2 separate regions of the Oncorhynchus mykiss genome follow, and region 1 is linked to region 2. A link is a contact called in public Hi-C data. All regions are on one chromosome and are shown on one strand. Each heading gives the region's core, a stretch centred on a gene start, on an enhancer-like site or on the middle of the called end of the contact. The rest is flanking DNA. Distances are from core to core; before and after follow the strand shown.

The links. A called contact is a pair of places that touch in the nucleus more often than the background predicts.
Region 1: a Hi-C map of blood shows a contact between it and region 2, with 4 times the contacts expected there. The contact joins the promoter of LOC110500684 here to the promoter of gbrap in region 2. A contact is called at or near these places in 2 of 3 Hi-C or Micro-C datasets (blood and liver).

Annotation. Positions count from the first base shown.
Region 1 is chr21:51,297,248-51,299,947 of USDA_OmykA_1.1, forward strand. It overlaps LOC110500684 (DNA-directed RNA polymerase II subunit RPB1), which reads right to left and starts at 1,296. Exons shown (of 28, transcript XM_036958134.1): 1 at 945-1,296; 2 at 1-57. The coding sequence starts at 1,031. LOC110500685 (a long non-coding RNA gene) reads left to right here and starts at 1,632. Exons shown (of 3, transcript XR_002470145.2): 1 at 1,632-2,109; 2 at 2,206-2,259.
Region 2 is chr21:51,132,843-51,135,877 of USDA_OmykA_1.1, forward strand. gbrap (Gamma-aminobutyric acid receptor-associated protein) reads left to right here and starts at 1,656. Exons shown (of 4, transcript NM_001165091.1): 1 at 1,656-1,872. The coding sequence starts at 1,783. LOC110500674 (CTD nuclear envelope phosphatase 1A) reads left to right here. Exons shown (of 9, transcript XM_021578165.2): 9 at 1-504.

The DNA.
Region 1 (2,700 bases), core at 46-2,545, 160 kb after region 2:
TCCTCCTTCTGTGGTCTCGGGGTACTTGATTCCCCCTTCTGTGACCGACATCCGTTTCTACAGTGACACATCCATGGTCAACATCAAATCCGGTTCCAAAATATGAATAGCCCAAGTACATACACAAAACAATAAAGCTGTCACAAGTTTACGACAACATTGGAAAATGGCTTACATATTTCTCAAACCAACCTCTTTCAGGCCACATTCAGGAAACTAATTCAAATAAATAACTGCTACAAAATCAGTAACTGAATCAAGATATGACAGTACCTACACTTCAATTAAAACATGGTGGTACACTTCGATCAGTTGCATTTCTAAACCAATATTGGTACTATCTGACAAATCACTTGTGTGAGGACCAACTCATTAGATGAACATCAATTGGAGGCGGGGAATTGACAATGCAATGATTAAGGACTGTGTAAACAACGTATTCTATTATACAAAACTAATAATAAAACAAAGTAAAGAAACATGCATAACTTTGACTTTATTGACGTGACCTTTTATTACGATGTAGCTCCCACATATATATAGTAGGTCATAACAAGAGGGAACATCTAGACTTGCTAATGTTTGTGCATTTAACTTTTAGGGAACACCAATATAGCAGAGCAAAATAGCCAAGTTCAGTAAAAGTAGCTAAAAGTTGTCTTTGTTTACATGTAGAACTTTCCATATAAAAAGGGAGTTTGATTCATGATATGGCTTAGCTCAGATGAAAAATACTGTGTGTGCTGAAAGTTGGTCGAACTTCCTACAACATGCTGTTGCTAGCTCAAGCTCCAACATGGCTTAGCTAGCTAGGCTATCTGCAAACGAATTGCTACATCCATTTCATTGTCATAATACATTCTAGGTATTATCATGTACAGGTAAGATCAATGTGAGAACGTTCATAAAGTAAACGAATCCCCCCACCCCAAAGCAAAACCTACAAGCTCATCTGGGCTGATGATGCCGAATTGCACTCTCTTGATGAGGCGCAATGGGCATGCGCTGTCGCCGGAGGGCGGTCCGTGCATCCTGTCTATTCAAAGAGAAGCGTCCTCCCTCGGCACGCCGCTTTTGTAAGAAAGAACAGCTTTAAATGCCACCAGGACTCTGGCCAAGCCGCCAACGGTGACCGGAATGTCTCCGAAGGCGATATCACGAAGACCCACGTTGGTTATTGCCCTTGGAGTCTATTTATTTACGTTTTACTCCTATCCACTATGGCTACCAGCTGTCCCCTTCCCTTTTTCTGATCTACACTCCAGTGCGCTCTACGCGCATCTGAGTTTGAAAGTAGCCAACGCGTGTTTATATAGACTGGATACTTTGGTACAGGTTGACACACTCTACGAAGCAGGGGCTGAACAGTCAGGAGGCGGGTTATGGATCTTTGTAGTAAAACGTTAATTGGCTACACAAGATCATAACATGAATAATACATTTCATAAGACGCATGACCAATTGTAGCTTACGTTTTCTTCTTTAGCCAATTGAAACATAAAGCAGGCACTACATTGATTGAAATGCTCACCATTGGTCAGAACAGAGCAGAGGCGGGGCTACAATGTAAATATGGTTGTGGTACTCTAAATATTCAATAAAATGCAGTGTGGTTGGTCAATTACATCATTAATATACATTAATAAGCAAAGATTAGCCAATGGCTATAGAGATACGATGGCGTTGGAAAAACCCGCCTTATTTCCGATTTTTGCCGAACTTCACCGATTCTTATTTTTCCTCTCTAAGCAATTTTTTTATTTTTTTTTAATCTGTGTTGTCTCGTTCGTCTCGCTCTGGATCGGCTACAACTCTTGGAAAAGAAGCTCGTTCACGAGGCCTACCTCGACCTTTCGGAAATCAAAGACATATTTCAAGTGTTTTTTCGCTTAGTATTATTATTTTTAAACCAGTTAAAACTAGTTATTTTTCTTTATTTTTTAAGAAGATGTCGAAGTTACTATTGCTTTACAACAACATTTTGTTTTTTTACGGGACTACGCGAGAATCCTCGGTCTCAAGTGGAAACCATGCCGGCGTGATCAGTGTTATTTGAAGTATTCCAACTGGGAAAATCCGACAAAGCCTGCGGTGTTTAATACATTAACGGTGAAAGACTTTACCGTAATTATAACGGGAAAGCTTGAAATACTAGTGTTTAGAGTAAATTTCGTTAATGTTATGTACATTTATATTCTGAAATAGGGACGCGATTGGAAGGCCACGTCTAAAACGAAGTGACCCAGCTTGGCTTTGGCGGTAAGTGTCTAGATGGCAAGCCAAAGTCTTATGTAAAATCTGATTTCTACATAGTACTAGAATATTTGGTGCCGCAGAAAACAAGAGTTTGTTCCAATTAGGCACCAAACCTGACCAACTAATTGGTCATTTCGGCGATTGCCCAAATTCAACACACTTTCCCTTTTCACTCCAGGACCAGGGTTGCCTACCCCTGGCTAAGTAGTTAGCACGATGTAGCTCATGTTAGTTGCCACCTAGCTAACCTCGGTACCCCTTTGTAGGCACTGTTAAAACCCGCGATTGAATAGGCTAACTAACGATGGAAAATTAGCAACAAATGTTTTATACTATTTTAGCGCTGGTTTTGTTTAAATATCACCGAGTACAATAGAGACGCAATGGCTTGCTATTTAGTGTTTAATTTTTAAATAGGAAAACATCTAGCTAATATACCTAGCT
Region 2 (3,035 bases), core at 406-2,905:
TAATTTGTTTTATCAAATGACTGACATGATCATGTCTATCTTGGATGTGTTCCCCCAAAAAGGCTTGTAGGATACATCAAGATGGAAGTATGGACTAAAGAAGTTATGAAAGAAAAGAATGGCTAAAAAAAACTTATTTGGATGGTGGAACCTTACTCTTTAAATTTCTCATCTTTCAGTTACTGTGATGTATCGTATGACCTGGACATCTCCGTTATTGAAAATCTTATGCCTGATACCATTTCAATTTGAGATTTGCACTTAATTTCTGGATTTATTTTTTTTCATTTTTCTGCTGCTGATTTGAAGCAGAATGAGCAGCCAGCCACCTGAATGTTTTACCTGCTCCCTTGACCGTATTGGTACCATTGTCCGCCACCTCTGTCTTCAATGCCATTTGAACCATTTCAATCTTGTCAAGGCTCCAGTCATGACTGCTTCTTTTTGGTTCAGTCCCCAGGTCTGTGTTACTAATAAAACACTTGTCAGTGTCGACCACTTTTACCTGGTGCTCCTTTTTAATTCACTTTCCCTGGAAAATACTTAAGTAAAGTCTGGATTATACTTTTTTGTTAGCTTGTCTCTTGACAATAGAATGCCTTTTGTGTGAATATACATAACTACCTACGCTGGAAAGAGGAACACATGTTGTAAATTGCTCGTATTGCAGTTTTATTCCAGATAAGTAATCGGGAAATTCTGCTCAATGAGTTCCACAAATATTACAAGTCTTCTGACACTTGACTGCTCTCATGTGGTAAGATTAATAACTGCATCGCTTGCTCTCGTTCCCCTTAGTCGTGGCCTCCGCTTGACTTGAAGGCTACCTGTTGAAGTAGCAAGGCACGTCTATTCCTATCCAGGCAGGCTGCTGGAGGGCAAACACACTGCTGGTCTATGCTTTCCTTCTATTCAGGGACGGGCCTAAGAAAACAGTGCGTGAACTCTAGCTGATCATTTGCTAGCAGAAGTGAACTAAAAACAAGTACAAAATATAAGAAATGGCTCAAATTGGAATATGAAACTGGTATTACCCCCCCCCCCCGGATACCTTACGTTTCAATCTTATGATCAGACTACTTGTACTGGTATTGTGACCGTTACCATTTTATAGCAGCAGCTACATCAGCTGACATATGACTGAAGCATATAATGACTTCCACTTGTGTAACTGCCCACGCAAACTGCTACATGACACCCACCTTGAAGCTTAAGTGTGAATACAAACTATGGGAACATTGCGAGGAATTATTACAGCCCCACAATAACTAACTTCCAGCGCTGTCAAAATTAATAATTTATTTCAGACATTAATTTGGCAGTCTTGAATTCGCTTGCTGCCAATGACTGTTCGCCACGGAAACTGCAGTGGATGGGTCATATGACTAGGGCAACTGCCTCATCACAGCCGGTTGGACAAAATAAAGTAGTACTATTGAAAAAAATAATAATTGGGCAACAACTATGAAACAAAACCACTGCTAATTTGTTAATCATTACATTTCGATTAATTGATGAATATGACTAAACAATATCAACCTAACCACAAACAGTGTGGTTCTTTGCGGTCAACGTTCATATTTCCACAATCCATTTTAGCTGTGCTGTACAGACCTCCCTTTGGCGTCGTATGTTATGGTATCCCTCCGCCGCAGTCGCACTAGGAAAGAACCCGAACAAAACAGTAGCCCAACTAGCTAGCGTTGTCGACGAATTACTATTTGAGGAATCCCAGTCGGATATCTCAGATATACCTACCGACAGCCTGTCATTCGTTTGACAATGAAGTTTCAATACAAAGAAGAGCACCCATTTGAGAAGAGACGGTCTGAGGGCGAGAAAATAAGAAAGAAGTATCCGGACAGGGTACCCGTAAGTAGATGCCTTCTTTGCTAGATAGCTAGCCTACTAGCTACAGTATCCTGGCTGGTTTACTTCTCAATATGGGTTACTTTGTAGAAAAAGTGTTTGATGTTAGTGAGCCCAATTACGACATAACTGACGTTCAATAATATTCCCATGTCATGTTTGGTTAGGTGAATGTTCACAACGACGCCAAAGAACTATCTTACTAACTAACGTTGGCTAGTTGGGCAACAACAAACTGCTTCTAAAATGGGCCTAGCAAGCCACCCTACTTGACGGTCAAGTTGACGCAGTTTGGTTGAAAGACTTAAGGCATAGTTTCTACACTGAATGTGAATTTGTTTTACTAGCTATAGCAAGCTGTCAACTTATGTTATTTCATTACACACAGCTAACAATTGAATTGTAGCTATGTTCGTTTGAAGGTCCAATGCAGGCGATTTTTTTTTTTGTAACCCTATCAAATTTCTGGGTAACAATTGAGTACCTAGTGTGATTGTTTTCAATTAAAATGGTCAAATAACTTCTAAGCAAAGAACAATTTTGCTAGGACTGTCTGGTAGGGGAAAGCGTATCTGTTATCAACAATAGTGACGTGTGGTTGCGACCTGCAATTAGGGGCGTTCCAGCATGTGGACATTTCTGCGTCTTCAGTTAGCTTCACATTCCAACTCGGGCATCATCTGTACTACGACGGTGGATATGGCTTGTAACGCTTCGATCACACCCACAGTGTTTTGCGAAAAAAATAGTAAGCAGCAGCATCTGGATATGTATGCAAAAAAAAATCAACATTCACCTTCCGCCACCATTTCTGTCAAGCCGTCAAAGCATAGTTTGACGCATACGTTCGATAAATCCCGCTGGAAGGCAAACGCAGCGTTTTATTGGAAATGTAATGTAATTCTGGTGTCCCAAAATGCAATAACTCTCTCGGTGTGATCAAAGCGTAACGCTTGGAACACACCGACAGCCTCATTGTGCAAAATAGTATGCGCCATCATCTGGATATGTATGCAACCGAAGTTCAACATTCACGTCCTGTTACCATTTCTGTCAAGCCGTCAAAGCATACATTTTGACGCATACGTTCGATAAATCCCGCTGCAAGGCAAACGCAGAGTTTAATTGGAAATGAATGTAATTCTGGTGTACCACAATGCAATGAC